3 separate regions of the Sus scrofa genome follow, and regions 1 and 2 are each linked to region 3. Evidence: chromatin contacts called from public HiChIP or PLAC-seq and promoter capture Hi-C data. All regions are on one chromosome and are shown on one strand. Each heading gives the region's core, a stretch centred on a gene start, on an enhancer-like site or on the middle of the called end of the contact. The rest is flanking DNA. Distances are from core to core; before and after follow the strand shown.

The links. Promoter capture Hi-C pulls out the DNA fragments that hold promoters and counts their contacts. HiChIP or PLAC-seq counts read pairs in DNA pulled down with a chosen protein or histone mark.
Region 1: a contact with region 3 is called in a promoter capture Hi-C map of liver, with 5 times the contacts expected there. The contact joins the promoter of SUCO here to the promoter of PRDX6 in region 3. A contact is called at or near these places in 2 of 5 promoter capture datasets (fetal liver and liver), 1 of 47 Hi-C or Micro-C datasets (heart right ventricle) and 1 of 2 datasets of contacts at active chromatin or transcription factors (alveolar macrophages).
Region 2: an H3K27ac HiChIP or PLAC-seq map of skeletal muscle shows a contact between it and region 3, with 2.4 times the contacts expected there. The contact joins the promoter of RABGAP1L here to the promoter of PRDX6 in region 3. A contact is called at or near these places in 2 of 5 promoter capture datasets (fetal liver and liver), 1 of 47 Hi-C or Micro-C datasets (liver) and 1 of 2 datasets of contacts at active chromatin or transcription factors (skeletal muscle).

What each region holds. Positions count from the first base shown.
Region 1 is chr9:114,914,449-114,918,290 of Sscrofa11.1, forward strand. SUCO (SUN domain-containing ossification factor) reads left to right here and starts at 2,509. Exons shown (of 25, transcript XM_003357538.4): 1 at 2,509-2,927. The coding sequence starts at 2,866. It overlaps LOC102164985 (a long non-coding RNA gene), which reads right to left and starts at 2,348. Exons shown (of 3, transcript XR_001299035.2): 1 at 2,023-2,348; 2 at 1,469-1,837; 3 at 1-686.
Region 2 is chr9:116,400,705-116,404,578 of Sscrofa11.1, forward strand. RABGAP1L (rab GTPase-activating protein 1-like) reads left to right here and starts at 1,714. Exons shown (of 26, transcript XM_021102607.1): 1 at 1,714-1,906.
Region 3 is chr9:115,855,217-115,859,102 of Sscrofa11.1, forward strand. PRDX6 (peroxiredoxin 6) reads left to right here and starts at 2,413. Exons shown (of 5, transcript NM_214408.1): 1 at 2,413-2,587. The coding sequence starts at 2,493. It also overlaps a transcript of TNFSF4 not described here.

The DNA of each region.
Region 1 (3,842 bases), core at 1,259-3,758, 940 kb before region 3:
TGCAGAAAAATGTATACCAGTTTTTCAAAGGTCAGCTCCACAGAACTTCTCTTATTCTCATGATCTGAAGCCTTAAAACAAAGAAGAATTAACACAAATAGAAACTTGGGTGAAGAAGCTAATTTATAGGGGAGATGAGTTCAGTTTTACGCAGGTAAAATTTGAAAGGGTGGTAGAATAAGTGTTATATCCAGCAACTACTTGTAAAGAGGTTGGGATATAGACCTGGGAGTCAACAGTATAGTTGAGAACTGGTTTTATGAACTATCCAAGAGCTCAGAGAACTGAAGATTAAACCTTAACACGAAGCTATGGAAATGAAACTAGCAAAAAGAGAAAAGGATATTTATTAATTGAAATAATGAAAGATACTTATTGATTAATAACTAGGTGGATGACAACCCTACCACAGCGGTAGCAATAAAGCCCCACCTCTAGGAAAAACGAAGAAAGAAGGAAGGAAAGGAGGAAGAAGGAAGAAAAATTCTACCTACTAGCAGCATATTACAAAAGATCATTACAGAGACTTGGTGGAAAAGACTTGTGGGTTTGGAGTGAGAAGCAGAGGAGACAGAAGAGGCACCTAATAACTTGTGATGAGCAAGTTTTCTTCAGAACCTTCTTGGCTGTGATCTTCTGAGGGTCAGCTCAGGAGCACCTGTTCTCTGTCCTGAGTAACCTAGTTCCTAGAGAGAAAGGAAAAGGTTAACACAGTAAAGAATGTAAAATAATCCCCATCCTTCTACTGCTCCTACTTTCCTTTTAACTTACATAGTAATCATTTGATACTGCTCTTGGGCAAGAGTAGTGAAGTCAGAGAGATGAAGGGATTTTATTGTCAGTCATACGCTAAAAGTGGCATGAACAGATCATTGGAACTGTTAGCTAATTATTGCCAGAAAAATTAGTTTAGGATGAATGCCTCTTAAACCAAATCACCTGTTGCAGAACTTTTATAATATTCAGTTGACTTATATCAAGAATTTTAGATGAGTCAAAACATTCAGTTACCTGGGAATATAGTAACAACCCTCAATTCAACTTAGAAGGTTTACAAGGAAGTTACATGCTTCAAAATTAGGTGTTGGATGGGAATTTTTCGTCTTTTTTCCCTGGACACATGTGGAATAAGTGGCTCATGCTTTGCTAACACGTGCTTTGAGCACCTTTTACCCTAAACATTAAGCCATGTTGCTTGGCACAGACAATTGGAGTCTCCATTCTTCTTTTTGTCTGGCTGCTTTCTGGAGAAGATAGTTGAGTTTCCCACAGCCAAGACAAAAAGGGAAACACCATTGAGTTATATTTTTGCATCTTATTTTAGAAAAGAAATATCCCTCGGTAGCGACTAACTCTCTTCTTAGTGTCAAGAGTCTGAAACAAATATATCACCAGAGATAGAAGAAGGAACACATTAGGCCAGAGGCCAGACGTCTTCTTCCTTAAACAGAAGCTAGTGCCCACTTACGAGAGTTATGTCAAGAGGCGCTTGGGAAGAAAAGCAGTCAAGCATTTTGGACTTTCAGGCAGAGGGTCCCTAAACAAGCTTCTGAGAGATCTTTTAGGGGCCTCCGTGACATAAAAATCTGGGGTGGGCACATTGCTCTTTTTAAAGGTTGAGAGGCGATCACTTTTTTGGACTGCAGCAATAGACGCATGTACACGACCATCTTCCCGTTTTCGGTGAAACCCAGGACTTGGTGCTCTCCCAGCAAGAGCGGCAGTTTCCCGTTCTGGCCCCACCGCAGCAGAAGCAAAGTACGAATCCCAGAGAATAGTGACCCAGGGAGCAGATCCCAACAGAGGAATCCAGCCGGCGGGGAAATTCTCCAGGAGGCTGAAAAAAAGCGAAAGACTCTTCACTTCAGCCAATCAGATGAGAGGAAATCTTGCCGCACTCTTCCCCCTCCTCCCCGCCCCCGGCTCCCGCCAACCAATCAGCATCTAGCTTGATGGGCCCGCCCCACTGACACCGGGAAAACGCCTTTTAAATTGTATTGGTATAGTTTTACCCCGTCATACTCAGCCTTTCCACGAAGTTTGGTAAAAAGAGGCAAACTGAGTGTAAATTGAAAGCTGGTCAGTCTTGCGGTGAGAAAGAGAAACTACACACATTTTCATCAAAACAGTGATACTAGGAGGGACAGGGAAAGGGAAAGGCGGATTCCTGAAGGAAAACTACAACTCCCAACGGCCCTTGCGCTGACTCGACGCGCCCTGGGCGAGGGGGCGGGACACGGTAGGAAGAAGGCTGAGGGTCAGGAGACTCCTCTCGGACTTCCTGAATTGGGCGGGATTTGAGGTGGGCGGGGCGTCGGCAACCTCGGCTGTCGCGCTTTGTGTCCTCCCACAACGGGCTTATCCGCTTGAGACGTCGGAGGGGGCGTGGCCCGCGCGGAGCCTGGTGGGTGTGAGAGCGCCGCTGGACGTGGGTGACGCGTCTCCTTCCAGCTCAGCGGTGTGTGAGGTGTCGCGGCCCTGCTGGCGATTGGCTGTTGAGAGGCGAGTACGCTGCGGCCGTTGGTCGCCGGCAGCACGGAGCGAGAGCCGGGGAGGGCTGGGGGGATATGGGGCGGCAGTGGCGGCGGCGGCTGGAGGAGGCGGGCGCGGACGAGCCGGCGGCCGCGGCAGCAGCGGCAGACCCCGGAGTCTTCCTGTGAAGCGCCCCCGTCGGCGCCCCCGTGGGCCACTGAGAGAGGGCGGCTAGCGCGCGAGCTGCTCAGGAGCTGCTCCTCCAGCGCCGCAGCCCTTCGGACTCTCGGTTCCATCCTCGCTCTCCTGCTCCGGCTCCTCCATCTTGGCCTCGGCAGTGGCGGCTGCCGGGAGGATGTGCCGCCTTCTGGCAGGGGAAAGAAGGAGGAAAAGATGAAGAAGTACCGGCGGGCCTTGGCCCTGGTCTCCTGCCTCTCTCTGTGTTCTCTGGTCTGGTGAGTACCCGCGATAACTCGGGAGTTTCCCGAGAGAGGAGAGGGGGGCGAGGGAGCGGCCCAGGTCACACCCCCAAATCATCCTGGCTTTTAGGGTGCGGGTTTCTAAGGCTGCTAGAAAGCGACAAACCAATTACTCTGTGACTCTCCCGCGGACTGGCCTGGCAGCACTCTGTGCGGAGGTTATCACGGTGCATTTTGGAATTCACAGAAACTAAGTGGGAGAGAAAGGTGCCTAGGTGGTTTTGTACCTACCCAGTTACCCTGACGCTTGGAGACGGTGGAGTGTTCGGCTAGTCTTCAGATAAATGTGCTGTAAGTTTCTCGGGCTTAGTACCAGCCACTTGCCTTCATGGTGTGGTAAGGGCATTAAGCAAGTCGGATGTGATGGGTTCCCGAATTGTGATTTTAAAAACGTGACTTGTCATGAAGGTAGGTAGTATATGAGAACTAGTTCTTCTGGTCCTTTCTCGCCTGGTCTTTGGCCTCGGGCACACTTGGATACTTATGGGGGCGTTATGAAGCAATTCTTCAAGGAGTAGATAATAGGAAGTTGTTAGTTTAGTGGAGTGTCTTAGGTGTAGTGTGCATAGTGGTTTCTGGTGGTGTGGCTTGGATATTGTGCCTTAGTAATGTAAGGATAGTCCTGCCCTTTGAAGGCGGGAAGAGTGCTTTGTCTATAAAGTTTACGGAGTTTCTGTTAATCTCTGGCACAGAGATTTGAAGGGACAGAAAGAGCTTGTCAGTCAAAGGATCACTACCACTGTACTTGGAAAATCCATTTTGTCCTCCAAGGGAATTTCTTCAAAGATGTGTGATATTTGTGACCAAAAAGATGATTCTTCAGTTAAAAGTGATTTGCTGTTATATTAAAATCAAGATAAACTAAGTTTCTTGCTTAGTTTATTTCTGCAA
Region 2 (3,874 bases), core at 464-2,963, 540 kb after region 3:
CCCTCAGCATGTGGAGGTTCCCAGGCCAGGGGTCCAATTGGAGCTGTAGCTGCCGGCCTATGCCACAGCCACAGCCATGTCTGTGACCTACACCATAGATCTCAGCAACGCCGGATCCCTAACCCACTGATGGAGGCCAGGGATTGAACCTGCGTCCTCATGGATACTAGTCAGATTGGTTTCCACCGAGCCACGACGGGAACTCCCAAGAGTGTTGCCCTTTTTGCCAGAAAGCTTTTTTCAGTTAGCAGGTATCAGAAGGCAGAAACTATGTCTTTTTCATCTGTTGTCTTTCTTATGGTGCCCAGAGTTAAGTTTAATAGTAATTTATTTAGCAGAGACTTAGAATCTACTTGTTGGCTTATTTATTAATAAACACAGATGAATTGAGTTATTCTAACCTTAACTTTATTAAATATCAAAAGTTTAGCATTTATTGAGGTCCAGAGCTAGGTAGACTCTCAGGAGGTTAAAGGACTTTCTGGCAAGGTGGGGGAAACACAAAATAGATGTGATATTCTTGATATGTCCTGGCATCTACAGACATTTAAATTAGGAAAAAGGTAGGTGTGTGTGTGCATGTGTAGAATTTGAGAAGGCTCTTTGGACAAATGACACATTTCTCAGGGTGGCTTTTGGACTTAGGTAGGGAAATGAGTACAGGAGAAATGAAGTGGGACAAAGGGAGAATTTTAAACCAAAGAAGCCATTCTAGAACGGAAACCATTGGACCTGCACTTAACTCTGGCTTCAGTGTATGATAACATTTATGGAGTAGTTTCTATGGGTCAGACACTATACTAGGCATGATGGAAGATTAAAAATGAATGAAGCAGGTTCTCAAAGATTCTCTAGTGGGAGAAAATTTTGCACAGATTTCCCTAGAGAAAGCTGAATATATTAGGTGACACAAATGTATAGTAACAAAGTGCTGAGGAAATTTGGAAAATTTCCTGGTCATTTCTGGCTGCAGGATCTAGGAAGGAGGATGTTCAGAGTTGAAGGATCAGTAAATACTAGTAGATGAAAACGAGTTGGCTTATTTTTATCTTTAATAGTTTGTACCCCCAATTTATTACCCTAAAGGATAAAAAGGTGCAAATGAGGGTACATTTTCTTCATAAATACATGTTTCCAGTTCCTTACTCGCAGGATATTTTCTTATTCAGTCTCCCCGGAGTCCCACAAAACGAACCAGCAAGGTGGTGCTTCCTAAGTACACAAGACACTGAAAGAGGCGAAGACAAGAAACTGGTGAGAAAAGGTAGCATTCTTTAAATTGACTTCTCTGAGGATTACGGGACATTAAGACTGAAAATATTTGTAAACCAGGCTTTATGAGCAAGAACACAACTGCCTTAAACTCAGAATTATCTAAGAGCTCAGTAACTTCTGGGCAGAAACTCGGCCCAGGTCGCTCGGGGCTCGAGCCAGCACGGGCTGGTTCACGGGCGCAGTTATCTCTCCGGAAGGCTCTGAAGCGCGGCGAGCGCCTCTTGCCGCTTTCCAGGTCCCTACCCCTAACAACCCAGGTCTGCCAGCTCTTCTCTCCCCTGCACCAGCGAAATCTCGGCCAGGCGGAGACATGTGTGCGCATGCGCGCCCACCGCCCTGAGCAGAGGAGGTGCTTCTGCCCTCAGGAGCGCGCACGCCGCGCCGAGGGGCCCGGACGCGCGCGCTCCCGACCCTCCTCCTCCTTCTCGGCCCGCCCCTCCCTCGCCTCTTCCTGCCGGGCGGTCCTCCTCCCCTCCCCACTCCGCTCCCTCCGCCTTACTCCCTCCGCCCTCCTAGGGCTCCGGCGGCTGTGGAGTGAACGGGACGGGCCCGGCCGCAGAGCGCGGGGCGGCGGGTGGGACTCGAGCGCCTGGTAGAGTTGTTCCGGCCCTGTCCGCGGAGACGTGAGGAGGTGAGGCGAGGGCGGCCTCCTAGGGGCCGGTGGGCGGACGGGCGGCCCGGAGCCGCCGGCCCGGCTGGGGGTGTTGTCCCTGGGGCTGAGCCGGAGGAGGATTGTGGTGGGGGCCGGGCCCGGGACGGGATGCGAGAGGACTCGGGAGGAGGGTTTAGGATTGTCGGTCGCTTCCCCGACATCGCCGTTCTCCCGGTGGCCGCCCCCCGCGGCCCGAGCAGGCAGGCGGCAGGCTGGGTCGGCGCCCCTCACCTGGGGCGGGTGGTGACGGGTGCTCGCTTTCAGCTGTGCCCTCCTGACATTGTCGCCGCCTCCGCCGCTGCCGCCCGCTGCTGCACTGTGGCTGCTGCCGGGTTCGAAGTCCCAGCAGCCCCACGTCCGGGGGCGAGTGGTTAGGATTTTCTTACCCACATTCAGACATGTGTTCTTGACCTGGTCTCGCCCTCGCGCTCCGCCTGTCTCCGCCCGGCGGCACTTTGCTCCGCTCTTGCTGTTGATGCTTGTGGTTTTGCAGTCTGGGATGGGCTGCGTCCTGGGCAGATCTCTACCTGCAAGAAATGCCCCGCTTCAAAGTTGACCGCCTGGCCATGTCAAACAACCCCTGTCCAGGTTGTATGTGCTCAGTGTCCTGATAACTGAGTCAAAGTTTCTGAGACTGGGCTAGTACTTTGCACTGGTCGCCAACGGTGCAGGGCTGGGCAGTGCGTCAGCATGTGGAAAGGGGCCACCGGCTAGCAGGAGGTGGCCGGGTGTTAGGGGACTGGTCTGACAGGGTCTGTTTCTGGGTCCAGGTGCTTGTGTATTCTCCTTGTACACTCAGATAGGATTATCTTAGAAATGTACCAAAATTAGATGGTCACTTGCAGACTTGAGGGTTTCATGTAAGTAATGAGAAATGCCATCCTCATTATTGCTAATGGTAAGGAGAACTTTTGCTTGCCTGACAGATTTCAGTGCTGTCTGGAAACTGATTTCAGGGTCTGAATGTTTGGTACTGGAAACTTAAGGGATTTTTAAAAATACATTTACATTTTCTTGTACATGGAGGGAAGTAGGTAGTTGCCTGTTAGAATTCTGAAAACATAATTATCACGAAAGCCTTCTGACTTTTCTCATGAGTGTTTATGTGTGGCTTCTGTTGCACTTTTGTAGTATATCCAATAGTCTGATGTCAGAAGATACAAACATGAAGTTTGCTTGTGGGCAAATTGGAAGTGGATTTTGTCCATGGAAAATATTGGTGCACAAGTTGCCAGTACTGGAAAACTGGCCTGTGATTCATTATCTCAACAGAGTCTTATGTGAAACTGACAATGAAATTACAAAGGAGAAAGACCAGATAAATTTAATGTATACATTATCATCATATTATATTAAACACTCAGTGGTTGGGGGGGTGAGTTGAGACTCTTGAGTTAGAGTCGTGTCTCTATTGGAGTTCCCTTTGTGGCTCAGTGGTTAACGAATCCGACTGGGAACTATGAGGTTGTGGGTTTGATCCCTGGCCTTGCTCAGTGGGTTAACGATCCGGCATTGTCATGAGCTGTGGTGTAGGTTGCAGACGTGGCTCGGATCCCACGCTGCTGTGGCTCTGGCGTAGGTCCGGTTAGACCCCTAGCCTGGGAACCTCCATATGCCGAGGGAGCGGCCCAAGAAATGACAAAAAGACAGAAAAGAAAAAAAAAAGTGTGGTGTCTCTATTAAGCCAGGCAATAATGTGCCCTGATATTACCCACACCAAGTCATGTGGGGAGGAATGGATGTAGTTGGGCAGTGTTTATATGTGAATGTATTATATAGCCAATATTGTATTCTGGAAAGCTAGAAACAAGGTCCCCAATGTTATTGGGACATGAAGTAAGTGAAGGAATCAACCTTAAAAGGTGTGACTAAGTTTATAACTTTTTTTTTTGGCCTGAGTTATTTGATGGGAATGTTATACATTATAATTACGATGTTCTGATAATT
Region 3 (3,886 bases), core at 1,163-3,662:
TGGCTGCTTCTCTCCCAGGGCACACCTAGCTATTCCTTCAAGAATGGGGGCTGGCCCACACAACACCTTCCTTCAGTAGCACAAAGGTCAAACTCAACTACCTACATGGGTCAGGTAGGACTGCAGGTGTTCTTTGACTTTGTTTGCATATCAAGAATATGGGAACAAGGAAAATACGCTCTATTTTGTTCTTCCTAGAAACATATAGCCCTTAGGCAACATTTGAGTTTTTACATCTTTGACAGAGATAGGATACATTAGGATAGAATTCATTTTCCTCCTAATTCTAATCTAAGAAAAATAACCAGGTAAGAATGGGGTAGAAGTCAGCAGACCATGTCAGTAAGCAGCAAGGAGCCTTCTGAAAAAATAAGGAATATACGCACTGGTAGAAGCTACTCTCCAGTCACTGTTTGCCAAGTGGAACATAAGCCCAGTGTGGCCAGCTCTTGGGACTTTTTAGGAAACAGAAATCCAGATATTTTTGTGAAAATTTTTAAAAATTAAAAAAATTTTAAATGTTGACAGCTAATTCAAAAGAATTTAAAATGCTGAAAAGGCTAAAGCAAACAAGTCTGCAATGTACAAGAGGACTGCCAGTGTGCGATCTCTGGAATTGTAAATTCTAACAGACATTTATCTTATTTTATTATTAAATTATTGCTTAATATATAACAGTTTTACAATTATGCCTTTTATAGAGATCTATAATGTTTCTGTGTTCTTTCTCCATAATTTTGGCATATCTGCATTTTCTAGCCTATCTCCACAACATTGTTAATAGCCTTAAATTCAAATTACCTTCCTTTTCCTCTTCTCTTTCACCCCTACAAAAGGAATTAAAGCATAGAGCTTTTAAAACCAAAGCTTGGAGTCAAACTGGTTTACAGATTAAATTATAGTAGCTTCACAGAGTTTTCTAAAATGGCTAAGAAATTTTACCAGTAATCTTACAAGTCCTTGTACAGGAGAACTGAGCAAATATGATTGGCACGCATACACACGAAAACATCACTCCACTGAAAACTGAAATCTTAGTATGTGAGTCATTTTTCTTCACACTGCCATGTGCCTTCTCTAAGTCTGGGGACCACCATCCAGAGAATTTTTGGTAATTTTGGTCCATCTTCTCCACCCAAACTCCATCAGCATTTACGCTAGGTTTTTATCATAACTGTACATACCTCTGCCTTCCTTGTAAAACCATATCTCTCCTCTGTTATCAGCAGGCCTAGCACAATGCCTAGCACATAGTCGGCAACGCAAGGGTTATTGCATAAACTACTATCATCATCCAAATAATAGCTACTGTTGCCAGAGAACTTACTATGTAAATTAAGATGATTGTGGAAACGGATGCAGCTGACAATGGTAACCACTTATAGTTTACCTACATTAACCCAGAGGCTTTCTCAGACCAGACTATCCAATTCAAGATGCACCCCAGTCACCCTGTGGCACATAACCTTACTTTCTCTGAATAGGATTTACTACTGTTTAACATATTCTTGTTTAATTACGCCTCCCTCACTATAATGAAAGCTCCAAGAATACAGTCATTTTGTCTACCTTGTGCTTGGCACACAGAAAGCAAAGAAATGAATCTAAACTTCCCACTTTCTTGGGTGGAAGAGTTGACTTGCACACAATAGACCACAACAAATATGTTTTTAAATTTAGATTTAGATTTCAGGATAACTGTGTTGAATAGCTTATGATTCATAGTGAACTCTGGGAGTGGAATAAAAATAAAACTTTGTTCTCATTCCCCCAAGCACTTACTGACATAGGTGCTGGCATTTTTGCTGCAACAAGAAAGCCACTTCCTCTGACGTAAGGTGCCCCACATGTCTGGGTCTTGCCACATTCTCAGATACAGAAATCAGGATGGCTAGGCTGGCTGGGGCGGTCAGGATTCCAGACGCTCACACTAAGAGAGCAGGGAGTGGAGGGGTCGCGGGACCCCTCTGCTGGGAGTCGACCGTGAATGGGTGTCAGGAGGGTCTCCGCGGATTCTTGCGGCTCCGCAGGGCCGCTCTCAGCCTTGGGGCTCCCCTTCCTATTGCGTTCCGCTTCCTTTACCTCCAATGCCCAGAACGCACCCCCAAGATTCCAGAGGGCGACGTCATTGAGTCCCCTGTCACGTGAGGGATCCTGGCAGGTTAGAGGCCTGGCGAGGTGTTGGACCGCGCCCAGGGCTGTTCTGTCCCAGCCCTGCTTCAGACTACCGCCAGTTCCGGCCTCTCCTACCGCGCCCGCCAGCGTGGGCCCCGCCCACCCCGCCAAGGCCTGGCCCCGCCCCTCCCGCCCGCCGCGGCCCCGCCCATCTTGGCTGTGCTTTGGTCCCGCCCACCTTGCTCCCTCCTGTCCCGTCCCGCCCCGCCCCTTGAAGCCCCATTTATTCCTCCCCGCAACACCTACAAGGCTAGAACCAGCCATCCGTTAGCTGTCGCTGCTGGGCTTCTTCATCTTCCCGCGTCACTGCTGCCGCCATGCCCGGAGGTCTGCTTCTCGGGGACGAGGCTCCCAACTTCGAAGCCAATACTACCATCGGCCGCATCCGTTTCCACGACTTTCTGGGAGACTCGTAAGTGGCCAGTTTGTCGCCCTGCCCTGGGTTACGCCCGGACTCGGAGGTGCCTTCCCCTTTTTCTCCCTTCCGTCCTCCACCGCTTGCCGCCCGCCTCCTCCCGGCACCGGTTCCTGCACGTGCCTTTCCTATGTGCCCTGCCCCGCGGCGACAGATCGCCGCTGAGAGGAGGCGACCCTCTGGTCAGCCATGCGCCCGCCACTTGATCCTCTCCAGCCTCCCGGCCCCCGCATGGCTGGGCTGGCTTTAGAGAGGGGGAGGGGAACAAAATCAGGTCCTGGGAACTGCAGGCCAGTGCAGAGGAGGGTTTGTTGTCTATTTAATTCTGTCTTCTAAACTCTGCAAGTAGCGTGGTTCAGCCGAAACAGGGAGGAGGCAGGAGCCGAGCCTCATCTGCGGTCAGTTCCTGGGACTTGTGCCCAGGGTCTCACCTCCCTCCTTCGGTTCTGGAATTTGCTCCCTGGGGAAAGTGGGTGTCCAAGGCCAAAGTCAGAGGACACTGCTGCTGGCTGAAGGTTCAGGAAGGGCCCAGCGTGTTATCTGAGGGTTCTGCTTGCTGCAGTGGTATTTGCACAAAAAATTTGAAACCACTAGCTTGCCAAGTAAGTAGCTGAAAGACTTTTTACCCTGATCCTGCTCCAGTGGCCACAATATGATTTGATAACAGCTTTGGGAGGATCCCAGAACACTCTGTGTGTGGGTGTGTCCTTCACTCCAGAACCTGCAACACCTTGAGGCAAGGGCTTCCTGAGGTCGTTCAGTTGCAGTGATCCATGGCAGGCACCGGAGCACCCCACCTCCCCAGTTGTAGACCCTTTTGTTTCATAGCTGCGTGCCTCTCACTGCCCCCTCCCCCATCTGCCATGCTTCCAGCAGCACGTAGCCTTGCCGAATCGCTGACCCATGATCTAGCCTGGCAATCATACCACTATGACTTGGAGTACATGGGTGTAACCGTGGTTTTACAGCTCCTGAATAAGCAAACTTTAAGTTTATTACATTTAACATGAAACGGCCCAGATGTGTCTAGTTATGTTTCTGGAGTTCCAGTGGCCCCACTACACTGTGGTCCAAGGCTTTATGACCTTTGCTTTGTACCCTTTTTATATAGTGTCCAGGTATATGTAGTATATACAGAGGGCAAAGTTTATGAGATTAATCAGTGCTTGGACAGACCCATGCAGAGCACCTGGGAGAGATTCTTAAACTTAGTCCTAACCACCCCCCTTTTAAATTCCTTAAATCCATTTTCCAGCCACTGATTAAGGGAAAAGCTAAGTTTTTTGAAAGAGAACT